Regions from separate parts of the Mus musculus genome. Here region 1 is linked to region 2. A link is a contact called in public Hi-C data. All regions are on one chromosome and are shown on one strand. The core of a region is the stretch at or near the end of the contact, and the rest is flanking DNA. Distances in the headings are between cores, read along the strand shown. Region 1 overlaps Ppfia2 (protein tyrosine phosphatase, receptor type, f polypeptide (PTPRF), interacting protein (liprin), alpha 2). Region 2 holds the start of Ppfia2 (protein tyrosine phosphatase, receptor type, f polypeptide (PTPRF), interacting protein (liprin), alpha 2).

Region 1 (2,783 bases), core at 52-2,551, 52 kb after region 2:
CTTAAATATTCTTTTTATAGGCAATTTGATTTTTTTCCAAATACAACCACATGGCACCTATAGATTTTAAAGGCTTTCATAATTGATTTTGATTAGAATGAAAAATTGCTGAAAATAGCAAGAAAAATAGGGCATGTGTTGTGTTAAATATACTTATAAATAATGGGCATTTTGTGTATGTGTGTAATGTGCATGAGTATGCTTGTGTATACAATCAATTGATCAGCAGTGATTGATTAGTGATAAATGGTTGACTCAAGTAAGTTTCTGCTCTTAGAACATATAACCCATGGGAAAAAGTTCAACAACCAAAACTAAATATACATATTGTAAGCAACATGCACACATACACACACACACACGTACTCACACATGTACACACAACACTAAATTCTAAGTCAGAGGGAATGGTAACAGTTTTAAAGGGATTTTTGCATTAAATATTGGACAAAGATGTAAATGAGCAAAGATGTAAAAGAAGCTATGGTGAGAGGATTGGGAAGTAAAGCTTAGAAGGAGGATGTAAACGTCACTTTTATTTCCTCAGATGGAGGGGTGAGATGAGCCAAACCCAAGGCAGCTCACAAAACATGCCTTTCTCTGTTCTAAGCGTCCCTAAGCTTCCGGGAAGGTTTTAGCCTCCATACAATCTAATCTTCTGCAAACCTGAATTTTGAAGACTTCAGCTCCAGCCTCCATCTGCTAACCTAGGCATAGAATGTTTCAGCCTCTGAGATTGACTGCTGAATAAGCACACCCTTTCTGGTTCTTCCTGAACTCTGGCTGGCTGGGTCAACTCAGCCGTTCTGGTCCAAGCTCCTCTTTAAGATGACTGATTTAACCTGCCTTCTCTTAACTTCTACTTGACCGTATACTAACTTTGACAATGTGATCTAATCTTGTTCTTTCTCATGCTCTGTCTCGTTCTGTCTTCACCCTTGTCTAGCTTGCTCTCTCTCTGACACATACTTTTTAAAAAACTGCTCTGGTAAAACTGCCACACACAATCCACACCACCACTTCCCTCCTCCTCGTCCTCCTTGTCCTCCTCCTTCTTCTTCCTCCTCTCTCTCTCTCTCTCTCTCTCTCTCTCTCTCTCTCTCTCTCTCTCTCTCTCTCTCTCTCTCTCTCTCTTTCTCTCCTGTTAAGTAGCCCCTCTTGTCTGTCTGTTTTCATGTGAATTGGGCATATCCTTTGACTCCTTCTGTCAAAACTTTCTCTGATTCAACACTGTCTGCCCCTCAATTAGATGGCACTTTCAAATCTGGCTGCTTCCTTCTACAAATTAACCTTACATTCACGGTTAGCAATTAAATGTGTATCTTAAAGGGGTATCTGTATTCTGTATACTGCAATCCAGGACATTTCTGTATTCCAGCCAGATCACATAGACCTACAAGGTTTTTGGATGTGATCCTTTGCCAGAGCAGCCATGTTGCTGGACTCCTCTACAAGAGAGGTCACAGATACCAAAGATGAGAACTTCAGCCTAAGATCAGCATGCAGGCTGGAGATGGATGCAGTCTGGGCTATCAGTGAAATGAGGGGTAGGGGTGGGGATTCTAGGACCTTAGCAATCTGAGAGGCCTGATGGTCATGAACCTGAAACAAAAAAGAAATGGAATTTTAGTCCTGCTACAGTGTATAGATTCAGCGGGATTTAATTTTATAAGTACAAAAAGTAAAAGGATAAAAATAAATTTTATCTTAAACAATACCTTGCTTGAAAAATAAAATTTCAGCTCTACAACTGTTAACGTGGTATTTTAAAAACAGGAGACTCAATTTGGCTTCCCCAAGAATTTAATTTAGCAGAGATACACAGGCCCATTATCGCTGATAACCATCAAGCTTTCTTTGCAGAAATCTTCCATTAAGGCCCCAGTGGTTACGGTTATTAGTATTTGAGGCCTGATTTGTGATTTGGTAAAGAATGCCACCACCATATAGTCTCATGCATTTTAACAGCTGTGTTATGCCCAAGCACTTGAGGAAGGCTGTACACCGAGAGTCTCTTTATTAGCAGAGATTCACTAAGCACAGCAGATAGCAGCAAGCAATTTTATTTTAAGGGAATTAACAGAAATAAATGTTGTGCTACATTATTGGTTCAATGCTATCTCTTCTCATTAACTCTGTTAAGCAAATTTTAATTGTAATATTCCTAGAAGTGGTGATTTTTGTCAAGATAACAAGAGTTTTAAATGTGGTGTGTTGACTTACAAGTAAATTCTCATTGGAATTTTTGTTAATTTTAGAAGAATTGATAAAGGAGCTGGAAAGTGTCTGGTTCAATGTTTGCAAATAAATGATGAACACTTTATATGATTTTATTTTTAAATTATTAGCCCCTAGACTTTAATAACTTTCTGAATAAAAAGGTAAAGATAATCATAGTAGATATTTAAAACCATTTTCACCAGATTAGTACAGAATTTTTCAAAAATTCTCTATTTAATTAATTCAATAAAACAATAACTTTGACAAAACATATTTTCTAATACTTGGGGGTCCTACAGAAATTGACTAACACAAAGCCTCTCTATCTCTCTCTTTTCTTCTCTCTCTCTTTCTCTCTCTCTATGTGTGTGTGTGTGTTTTGTGTTTACACATTTTTGTCTTACTGTTTTCTGAATTTAATTACACATTTTGCATAGCCCTATGCATGCAAAATATAAATCAACTTGTGTCAAAACGTTGTGGCTAGTAGCTCTCAAATTGAACTGAGCCACTTTAGAACAAGCAAATGAAACGTATATCCACAGACTTGACTATCCCAGAAA
Region 2 (2,700 bases), core at 168-2,667:
GTCACAGAGAGAGACAGAGATGCTTGAGGGAGGAGGAGAAATGGGGGAGGGGAAAGTTTCTGGGGACTAGAACATGTTCTTGGGGCTGCCAGACTATTGAAAGCTGAAATTCAGTCATGCAGACAGGGAACACTTAACATGAGATCCTCAGCGCTAAGGCAATGAATGGAGGCGACCTGAAGAGGTAAGGCAAAGTGACAGACCCAGCCACACCCTAGACTGATTCAGGTTCCGGTGAGCTTGACTACCTTGCCTCTGATTCAAGAGAAGAAAGCGGCAGAGAGCCACAGCAAACACAGAAGGCCACAGAGCAGGAAGGTTCCCAGTTCTCAAAAGCACATGCCAACACAAGCTTTCCTGTAAAGATGATTGTGTGGGAAAAGCGCAGGCAGGGCAAAGAGAACCCATTTATACTTTAGATCACCCGTGGTCCTCGCCCTCATCAGGAGCATTGAGACCAGAGTGATCCTCAGCAGCCCCGGAGAAGCTTTTGGGGAGAAGAGTGGAATGTATCCACGAGCGCGTGTGCGTGAGGAGGAGAGAAAAGACGTGATGACTTCAGAATTTATTTAAGGGCCGCCGGTGGAAACCACTGCGGCAGCTTCCAGGGGAAGCCCTTGTTCCAGAGGAAGAGGAGGTGGAGATTGCCAAGGAGGAGGAGGGGAGGAGACACAGAAGGAGGAGTATCCTAGGCTTGCACTAGGCAAGTGAGAAGATGCTGTAGCATCCTCACTCAGTTCCCAGCAGGTTGGTTCTGTCGGCCAACTGATGCAAGCAGATGAATTGCAGAGGGACTGGAAGGAAAAAAAAATTGTTGCAGCGGGCGGAGGCAGCGCGCGATGATGGGGCGGGGGTGTCTTCGGAGGTGGGTGGTGTGCATGTGTGTGTGTGTGTGTGTGTGTGTGTGTGTGTGTGTGTGTGTGTGTGTTTCTGCTTACCTTCCCAGAAAAGAAGCACCTCCTTTAAGTGAAAGGATACACCCTAGAATAGAAGTAGGCTGGGCACCCAGAGAAGACCTGTCCTGCTTCTAGCATCCCCAGGGGACTCACTTCCTTTTAACCATCAAACTCCCAACATTTACCATAAACTTCACAGGGGCTCCGGGTGGGGTATTGGGTGGAGAATGTCCCTTCCATATAGGTACTTCCCACACTTCACCCCAAAGTTCCTGTTTGGAGGGACACGTCTTCACCCTCTCTGGGTGGCCCGGGATGCCAAGGGGAGAAGTTATGCTACGTTAAGTTTCTGAAAGTCAGATCCAGTCCCGGATTACCATCTCTCCGCCCCGGGGCTCCTGCTGCACGCGAAAGTGGCGGCGGCGGCGGCGGCTGCCGCTGCTTGGGCGGCAAAGGGACCGCGGCTGCTTTAAGAACCGCCTCCCCCTCTCTTCCCTTTGACAATGGTCTGAACCGAGCCCTGCTTCCCAAAGCAAAATTTGTAATATGCCATTTTTCCGATGGACCTTTCTCCTTTTGGCTGCTGACGGAGCCACGGGAAGATGCCGAACTGCTGCCACGTTAGGAAGCCAGGGCACGTTCCAAGAGAACGCTGGGGCTCGCGAGTGTCTAAGCTGTCTTTCTCCTCCCGTTGCTAAGGAAATGGTCCAGGACTGCTGGGTGTGAGCCTCACCTCTCCTCCAGCCGAGACTGCGGTTGTCATTGACAATTGAAGAAACAGGACCTGAAATAAGAGACATTAGGTACAGAAACTGTATTCGAGTTGCATGGTTTCTCTTCCGCTTCGGGTTTTTTCCCCCCTTGACCACCTCCCCAGCCCCACCCCGCCCCCAGGGAAGAGGAGAGGCAAAGTCCTCCTTGTGGGTATTAGTTACCTTTGCTTTCCACCCATCTTCTCCATCCCCGATTTTTCTAGCTCCTGCCTAGCTCGTTCTCTCCTGGGGCTGATGAACAATTTTAGTGTGGAAATTATGAAGTCAACTTCTTTCGGGGTGGTGGGGGTGTGGCTGAGCAGTAACTGTCCAGCAGTGTGGGGTACGCTTGCTGTTTGACCATCCGAGCAGGCACAGAGGTAAAGAAAGTGAAAATGCTTCCATTAGACATGGTAGGAATATTTCCCGAGGACAGGGGATTTCAAAGAGTTAAAGAGGAGGAGAAATATTCGTGTAATGTAATCAGACAATGGCTAGGCTTTCTCTTACTGAATTACTCCTTTAACGGAGACAGAGCTGGGAGGGTTCCGAAGACTAAGTAAGCCTTTGCCGAAGAAGAAACTTGTTACAGAGAACGACTGCTTCTTTGCCTGTGGTAGTGTATAATTTCTAGAAATATAATTAAATGAAGTTATCGACTTACAGAAATAAAAGTCTTTTGGAATGTTCTTGTCTGAATAGGTATAGCTCCTAAGAACACATATTACCAAGGATCACACTGGATCTCAAAATTCTTGCTGAATGACTCCACTGGGCATTCAAAACTTTTATTTTGGATTCTGAGAGGTTTAGAAGACAGTCAAGGTTATATCCTGACAGCGTGGGAGTTGGTTTTCTTGATATAAAATTATTCGTGCTAAATTTAAGCACTGAGATAATTAAACCAATCAGGGTTATTATTTTTCTCTCTCTTAAAAATGAAATTTACACTGTCTGAAACTGGGTCCTGAAACCTTCAATAGTTTACGTGTCAAGTCATCTCTATCTAGATGAGGTTAATGCAATTATATTTCACATTGACATAAAAGAGG

The links. A called contact is a pair of places that touch in the nucleus more often than the background predicts.
Region 1: a Hi-C map of the N1E-115 cell line shows a contact between it and region 2, with 2.3 times the contacts expected there. The contact joins the enhancer-like site here to the promoter of Ppfia2 in region 2. A contact is called at or near these places in 6 of 39 promoter capture datasets (the 3T3-L1 cell line, 3T3-L1-derived adipocytes, embryonic stem cells and 2 more), 1 of 484 Hi-C or Micro-C datasets (the N1E-115 cell line) and 1 of 9 other capture datasets (liver).

Annotation. Positions count from the first base shown.
Region 1 is chr10:106,521,035-106,523,817 of GRCm38.p6, forward strand. The region is part of intron 2 of Ppfia2 (protein tyrosine phosphatase, receptor type, f polypeptide (PTPRF), interacting protein (liprin), alpha 2); the gene reads left to right. Among named protein-coding and RNA genes, the nearest start is that of Ppfia2, 52 kb to the left of the region's middle. Within about 2 kb of position 1,302, at least 1 of the 459 cell types and tissues checked has an H3K27ac peak or open chromatin away from gene starts, as enhancers often do. A contact at or near this core is called in the N1E-115 cell line, where this site is marked.
Region 2 is chr10:106,468,893-106,471,592 of GRCm38.p6, forward strand. Ppfia2 (protein tyrosine phosphatase, receptor type, f polypeptide (PTPRF), interacting protein (liprin), alpha 2) reads left to right here and starts at 1,418. Exons shown (of 32, transcript NM_001205341.1): 1 at 1,418-1,699.